Regions from separate parts of the Sus scrofa genome. Here region 2 is linked to region 1. A link is a contact called in public Hi-C data. All regions are on one chromosome and are shown on one strand. The core of a region is the stretch at or near the end of the contact, and the rest is flanking DNA. Distances in the headings are between cores, read along the strand shown. Region 1 overlaps RAD51B (DNA repair protein RAD51 homolog 2). Region 2 overlaps RAD51B (DNA repair protein RAD51 homolog 2).

Region 1 (3,795 bases), core at 796-3,295:
GGCCTCTCCATTGTTTAGGACGATGCGGGGAAGTGATAGGGGTTAACTGGGTGGTTATGAAAGGTAACATGATGCGGTAATTCATAATGAAGCTGGAGCAGCTCCTGAGGAGGAGGCTGCTAGCCACAGTCTGGCAGTCTGGCAGTCTGGCAGGATGGGTTTTACCTGGTGACCTGGCCTGGGCCCAAGTTTTGGCCCAGAGCTTATCACACTCGGGTTGACCTGGCCCTGTTTTTGGTTCCAGAGCTCACGGGGACTGGGTTATCAAAGCAAAATGCCAAATTATTAATTTTGCTGTGGGAAAGAAAGCTGGTCTGTGCATGGGAGAGGCACATCTGTTTAGCCAGTACGTTTCCCCTTCAAGGCCAGTTAAATGAGAAATCACTTATCCGAAGGTTACTTTGTAGGGATGGAATTGATCATAAAGGGGTTAAAGGATTCAGATGTTTATGGTAACGGCGTCCATCTCCGCGGTCCAAATCTACCTGTCAGGTGACCTGAGTGCTCACATAAGTCACACCCATCAGGGCCCTTGGAAACCCTAGTTGGGTCTGGAAGCACTACTGCCACCATTTGTCTCTCTTGAGTATCCTTTTTAAAAAATATATGTATTGACGTTTAGTTAATTTACAGTGTCGTGTTAGTTTTAAGTGCACAGCAAAGCGGTACCCTTTATACATCCACCTACCTTTTTGATTTTCTTATCGAAGATGCTGTCTGTGGAAATGAGCACTGATGACTTAGTCACTCTTCCCTTCTTTCCAGTATGGAGACATCTGACTATTTAGTTAAAACTATATTTAACATTCACATTATTGTGCCAATGTAAGTGTTCATGGTGAGCTACTGAAGATTATGTACCATGTTTATGTTTCCTTCTTTCTTCCTCCCTTCCTCTCTCCCTCCCTTGTATGAGATTTTAGGTTTTTTTTTTTTTTTTTTTTTTGTCTTTTTACCATTTCTGGGGCCACTCCCGCGGCATATGGAGGTTCCCAGGCTAGGGGTCCAATTAGAGCTGTAGCTGTTGGTCTACACCAGAGCCACAGCAACGCGGAATCTGAGCTGTGTCTGCGACCTACACCACAGCTCATGGCAACGCCGGATCCTTAACCCGCTGAGCGAGGCCAGGGATCGAACCCGCAACCTCATGATTCCTAGTCGGATTCGTTAACCCCTGCGCCATGATGGGAACTCCCTATGTGATTTTAGTTTTATCTCTGGAAAATATTTCCCCACCCACCATCCCTCTTTAAATCAACAAGGGTACTTGAAACCGTAAGTGCCATGCCTTCACCACACGTAGCAAAATGAACATTTCATTAATATCCCAAAGGATATTACCGTAGCCTCTATTCAGAGTTCCCTGATTGTCTCAAAGATGTTATTTTACCGTTGGTTGGTTTGAATAAGGATCTAAACAAGGTCCACAAATTGTCTTTGGCTATTATATTCCCTTTCTTTTGATCTACAACAGCCACCACTGCCACTCCCCGCCCCCGCTACTTCATTTGTGACATTGCTTCGTTGGAGAAATTGGATGTAGAATGCCACACCTTCTAGTATTGACTGATAGCTCCCTCATGGTATTAACTTGTTCTTCCATACCCCATAAATTAGTGGTTATTTAGATTAGGATTTAGATATTTTTGGACAAAAATACTCTATCAGTGGTGCTGTATACTTCCTATTTTATCAGGTCATAAGGCAATAGTGTCTGCTCGTACCACCTTTAGTGGTGCTTAAATTGATCCGTGGATTCAGATGATGGTAGCCTGATCTTTCCACTGCCAAGTTCCCTATCAGCTTTTGACCTAATAGTTCACCTAATAATCATTCATGGATGATTATTGCCCAAATCCAGGCACAGAGCCTGTCCTTTCGTTGGGAGTGATTGTGCTTTGAGCCAGTAAGTGCTGATTACCTAGCTTAAGCCCAGAAGGTCATCTTATTTTCCTTATTTCCAAGGCAGGGAGACTTCTCTGTGACCCCTATGTGCCACCCAATAACTGGCTAAATTTACATGAAAGCAATATGCTTATCTGCTATATTGATTAATTTTTATTTGAACCTTAGTTGAGCTTTGCTCTTGGCTTAGAAAACATAAACAGAAAAGTGGAAAACTTTGTCAGTCATGTTGAAAAGTAACTGGCAGGAAAAGAGTAGTTTTTTTTTGTTTTGTTTTTGTTTTTTGAAGAAATGGAACAAATCAGAGGACTCTGTTTTGGCTCATAATGCCTCCTTTCTCCAGGGTAGGAAAACTGTGAGATCTAGTGGAGTCTCTTCTGCCTGTGAGGGAATTGAAGGGAAACTACCAGGATGGACTTTGATGACACATCGTCATTTGAGGAATTTTTGGTTGTTGTTTGGTTTTACTTTTTACTCCACTAGTTTGCTAAGAAGTCTTTCATAAAGATTTTTCCTAAACCCTGTTGCGTATGAATTAGGGCTTTTCCTTTTCTCTGTAATGGGGCCAAATACCCTTTGATGTGTTTTAGCAGAATTTAGCTTCTAAATAACAGTTTGAAACTTAGCTCTACAGTTTGAAACACACACACACACACAAATACCTTGGACTGTTTCCACTGACAAACTATATTCTTTTTTATTGTAAAAACCTGTGCTGTAGGAATCAACTTCAGTGGCAGGATGGTACTGTGGAGACACCTTGCATCTTCTGCTTGAGAGGTGGGGTTATGCAGACATGAGATGCAGCATGAAGAGGGGATGTTTCCTCCAGTGTCTCTCAGCTCAGGCTCAAGGGCCTTTTTCTTTTTTTTAATTTTTATTTATTTATTTTTTTGCATTTTAGGGCCACCCTTGTGGCATGTGGAAGTTCCCAGGCTGGGGGTTGAATCAGATCTACAGCTGCCTGTCTACGCCACAGCCACAGCAACAACGCCAGATCCCAGCCGTGTCTGCAACTTCAGCTCATGGCCATGCTGCATCCTTAACCCACTGAGCGAGGCCAGGGATCGAACCCAGGTCCTCACAGATACTAGTCAGATTCATTACCACTGAGCCATGAGGGGAACTCCTCAGGGGCCTTTTCCTGGTTTTTTTTCCCAAAGATCTCCTTTTAAAAGACCAATGAATTCCTGATATAAATGTCTAGTCTGTTACTGTAGAAAGATGCAGATCGGCTAACTTTTGAGTGACTTCCAGTATTCCAGAGTTTAAGGCCCTCCTCTGAAATACTCTACAGACCCAAGTTCTTTCAATATCAGGACCTCTTCTGCCATTTGCCATGACCTTTCGCATACCTTTCAATGACCAAATGGTGCCCTTCATCCCAGGCCCGGATCAAATGGCACTTTCCCTGCGTCCCCCGGTGAGAAGTCTCTCCCCACCTTCTCGACTCCTGTCACTCTTTCTTTTCATCCTTCTTATGAGAAGGATTCCCTGTTTGTTCCCTTTCATTATAGTTTGTTCACATACTCATGTGGCTGCTCCCTTTTAACCGGAAGATATCAGTCTTATGTTTATTTTGATCATGGTTAGTATTTAATAACTATTTTATTAACATTTTAAATCATAAGTTAAAAAATTACTTGAGTCATCTTATTTGCCAGATCGTCAGCTTACATTTCAGCTATGCCTCAGATCTCTACAGGGGGAATCTCTCTGTCAGATCTAGAGCCAGATTTTCGATTTTAGAAGCAGGAGGAAAGAATGTGCAGAGGAATTAACCTGAACTCGGAGATTCAAGACCCACCTCTATCCCTTCACCAGTCACTGCTTTAGAGTAATCGGTATGCCACTAAGGGCCCTACCTGGTAACATGAAGATCTGTAGCAA
Region 2 (3,795 bases), core at 721-3,220, 150 kb after region 1:
GAGAAAGGCTGGCCGCAAAGAGATCAGGGTTCACAAGTGGGGAAAAGCCGGTATTTGCTCCATTTCCTCACATAAGGCAGTAGAGCTATTCTCACGGTAGGGTTCGGGGTGGGGCTGGGGTAGTGGTAGTGATTTTAGTAAAGCAGTTTTCCGATGACAAAGATGTTTCTGTTTTTACCCCTTAACAATGAGACAGCAACCCAAATCACAGATCTCTCAGTATGTTGAAATGCCAAGGCTAAATGAACTGGTGGAACTTTGTGGCTTTGGCTCTTGGCTCACAGGCGTATCCATGCATTAGGGCCATGGCTTGGCAGTAGACAAAGCAGCTATGTGGGTCCTTAGGGAGCGCTCTGGCTCTGTGGCTTTCTTTGATATGCAGTTGAACTTTGGCAAATTTTTCCTCTCAAGTCTCTGTTTATGAGGTTCAGAGGTAGGCAGAGACCTTCATTATGGAGCCCAAAGCCAACAACAAACTAGAACTTCAGGATGTCTTCCCATATTCACACTCTGCTTTCAGGCTCAAAGCTGTCCCACAAGGCTTACAACAAAGGGACAAGTTAGGAGAAGAGGCCACTAAATTCTCTTCCCAGCTTCATACAGCTCTAAACCTGTATGCTTGGCCAGCTCTCTTAAATTTTCCTTCTCTCAAAATGAAAAGATCTATTACTTATCAAAGGACCAGTAAGACCACCAATTTACTGGTTTCCAGTGTAGTCGTGCTAACATTTATCAAGTGCTTAACCATTTACCATGATACATGTAATTATCCATTCAAGCATCACATTTTTGTAAGGTAGGTGCTCTTATCCCCATTTTACAGATGAGGGAACTAAGGCACAAAGAGGTTAAGTCATTGCTAGTTGTTGCTGTCCTTAATTACTATTCAGTAAGTTAAGTTACAACTCTGCAGATATGTCTTAAAATAGACTGAGTTTCCTGAATCCCTTCTTCTGCAGTCTATATCACTAGGTCAGAGAAGATAAAATTATTGGGAATGGTATAGTTAGCATTCTTAATTGCTGACTCCCTTGAAATTGTAAGTAGGCATTGGCTGTTTTCAAGTTATATCATTCTTCTATTGAGAAAGCCAGAAGTAGGGCTTTTCCAAAGTCCTGAGCAGATATATAGAAAGTGATTGCTTTGGTGAACGGGTGGGATTATCCGTTCTGCTGAACTTGTATAGCAAAGGCAAACACATGTGGTGTTGGGCTGAGAAGAGTTTAAGAAATTGGAAGTGGGGATTCTGTTCAACTGCCAAGATCAAGCCAATGGACTCCAGAGGGGCTGAAAAGTGAGGCTGTAGGCTGTGTTTTGCATCCAGGTTATGGCTGTGCACCCTGTTTCCTATTCATTTCTGTAGGAAGAGGCCTTCATGGGGTACCTTTTGGCTCTCTACAGCTGCCCCAAGGAATACTGATGATGACATTAACAGCTGCCCTTTTTGGTAACAGGCGCATGATAAGAGCTATACTAACATTATCCTTACAATATGCTGTGAGGTGAGTTTTTACAGTAACACTATGAAGTGGGTATAATTATTACCCTGATTTTACAGTGGGGGGAATAGGCTTAGAGGTTTAAAAACCTCTCTGAAGCCAAAACAACTAGTAAGTGGTAGAAAAGGAAGTCAAACTCAGGTCTAACTCTAAAGTGACTGAGCCCATTTTTTCTTATAACGGAACACCTCTCTTCAATTTTCAGCCTGTGTCTCACCCAGTGGATAGAGGTCTGACCAACAGAGGGATCATATGTCCTTGCTGTAGAAGTGGTTTGAGCAGCTGATTTAGAGTCAACCCAGGACTCTGCTGGAACAGAGTTGCTAAAGAGGTTAGAATGTAAGCTGGGAGCTCTTGGTTGGCCATCTTTGCCACTGTCCACCAGGACCCACTTGAGAATGACAGTGAAGTCAACCCAGAGATAAACAAAACCAAGAGATTCCATGGGGCAGAGGGGAAGTTCCAAGGTCATCAAATGATGAGACTCTGGATCCAGCTGCGCCTGAGGTCAGTTACCCCTGAACATTCCAGTTATGTGAGCCAATAAACTGCCTTAATGTTTAGTCTCAATTGCGTTTCTGTGACTTGCAACAGAAAGAGGACTGAGTAATTCATGCATCAGGAGTACAGCAGAGTAAATCAGTTGTACATATACATATATCCATTCTTTTTCAGATTCTTTTCCCGTATAGGTTACTATAGACTATATAAATAAATGTAAATAAACTACAAGGATATTTTATATAGCACAAGGAATATAGGCAAATTTTATAATAACTATAAATGGAGTATAGCTTTTAAAAGGTGTGAATCACTATGTTATACCCCTGAAACTTATATAGTGTTGTAAACCAACTATACCTCAATGAAAAAATAATTTAAAAAATACCTGCATCAGATGCTCCTAGTTATGTACCAATGTGAAGCCAGAACATTTTACTAATGAGAACCTTTATTATTAAATTGGTATCTACATCCTCCCACTAGGTAGAGACCAGTTCTGATTATTCAGGCCCCCCCTACCTCGTTCCTGGATGATTCCATTCCTGTGTGTTTCCTCTTCCTCCTTTTATGTTTGTTCTTTCTCTTCCTGGTTCCCTGTGGGCCTCTTCCGTGTTCACCTCCACTACTGAAGAGTGAAAAAAGCATGAAACATACATTCAACAGCTTTTCTGGTTTCTAAGGCTCTTTGAAAATGTTCAGATAAAAAGTTAAAAATAATAACTTCAAAGCAATTAAAAAATCATTTAGGGGTTTTCATTTGCCACAGCTTTTTTTTTGCCACATATTAAGCTTTATGAAGGTCCTTGATGTCATTTCTTCCATGACAAAAATACAGCCTTTTCTGGTTTAGTCTCACTTAATCATTAATGATGGGCTGTAAAATATTCTTTCCAGTTCAAAATGGCATCAAATAAGTAACTCAGATGAAATTAGTAATAATTTTGGAAATGTGGTCATTTAGCAAGCTGGCATTTACTGAACATCTACTGTGTACTGGACTAGGTTTTGGAAAATGCAAAGGCAAATAAAACATAATTTTCAAAACCTAGTTGGACTGGCAAGATGAAACCACGGGTCCTCCTGTAGTGTGATGGGCAGGAGAATAGTAAAAACACTTCAGCACTGGTCCTGTAAAGGAAAGGCCCAGGCAGGACGGATGCCAGACCATGGGGGAAGAGGGTTCTGGAGCACCCCCTCCACTGTGCCAGGCAGTAACTCCTTAGTTACTGGATCTTGTAGGAGGGCCCTGGGGCTGGGGGGAAAAAAATGGAACCCTTAGGGCCTTAGGAAGAGCAGCTATTTGCCAGATGGCATGGCAGTATTTCTGTAGTTTAACAACTGGAATTGCCTGAGTAAAAGCCTGGGAGTTGTTCTATAATCAAAGCCTCTTCAAGTAGAAGAAAGGGAGGGGATGAAGGATAGCTTTACAGAGGAGGTGACTTTGGAGCGGGGCTCTAATGAAATTCATGGAGGGGAGAGAGAACCTGACATCTTTAATCAGCACTGTCAGGTTTGGGAGTCAGGAGTTGGGGGGCGGGGGGAGGGGAATTAAGAGGTGGGACTGGGGCAGTGAGTTGGCTCAGGTTGAGACAGACCTGCCAAAGAGTTTGCAAAGTAGATACTAGAGAGCCAAGAATGGTTTTCAAGAAATTAAAAACGTGCTAGTTCAATGGTGAGGACTTTTGGTTTATGGGCAAGCGGTCTTGCTTGTCTGACAGAGAGAGAAAACACAATTTCAATGGATATAGGATCCATATGCTGTACAAGGACTCCTGTTTTATAGATTGATCTG

The links. A called contact is a pair of places that touch in the nucleus more often than the background predicts.
Region 2: a Hi-C map of liver shows a contact between it and region 1, with 3 times the contacts expected there. The contact joins two enhancer-like sites. A contact is called at or near these places in 2 of 47 Hi-C or Micro-C datasets (embryonic fibroblasts and liver) and 1 of 2 datasets of contacts at active chromatin or transcription factors (alveolar macrophages).

The regions. Positions count from the first base shown.
Region 1 is chr7:91,994,541-91,998,335 of Sscrofa11.1, forward strand. The region is part of intron 8 of RAD51B (DNA repair protein RAD51 homolog 2); the gene reads left to right. Among named protein-coding and RNA genes, the nearest start is that of RAD51B, 400 kb to the left of the region's middle. Within about 2 kb of position 2,046, at least 3 of the 83 cell types and tissues checked have an H3K27ac peak or open chromatin away from gene starts, as enhancers often do. A contact at or near this core is called in liver, where this site is marked.
Region 2 is chr7:92,143,206-92,147,000 of Sscrofa11.1, forward strand. All of the region lies in intron 10 of RAD51B (DNA repair protein RAD51 homolog 2), which reads left to right. Among named protein-coding and RNA genes, the nearest start is that of ZFP36L1, 350 kb to the right of the region's middle. Within about 2 kb of position 1,971, at least 2 of the 83 cell types and tissues checked have an H3K27ac peak or open chromatin away from gene starts, as enhancers often do. A contact at or near this core is called in liver, where this site is marked.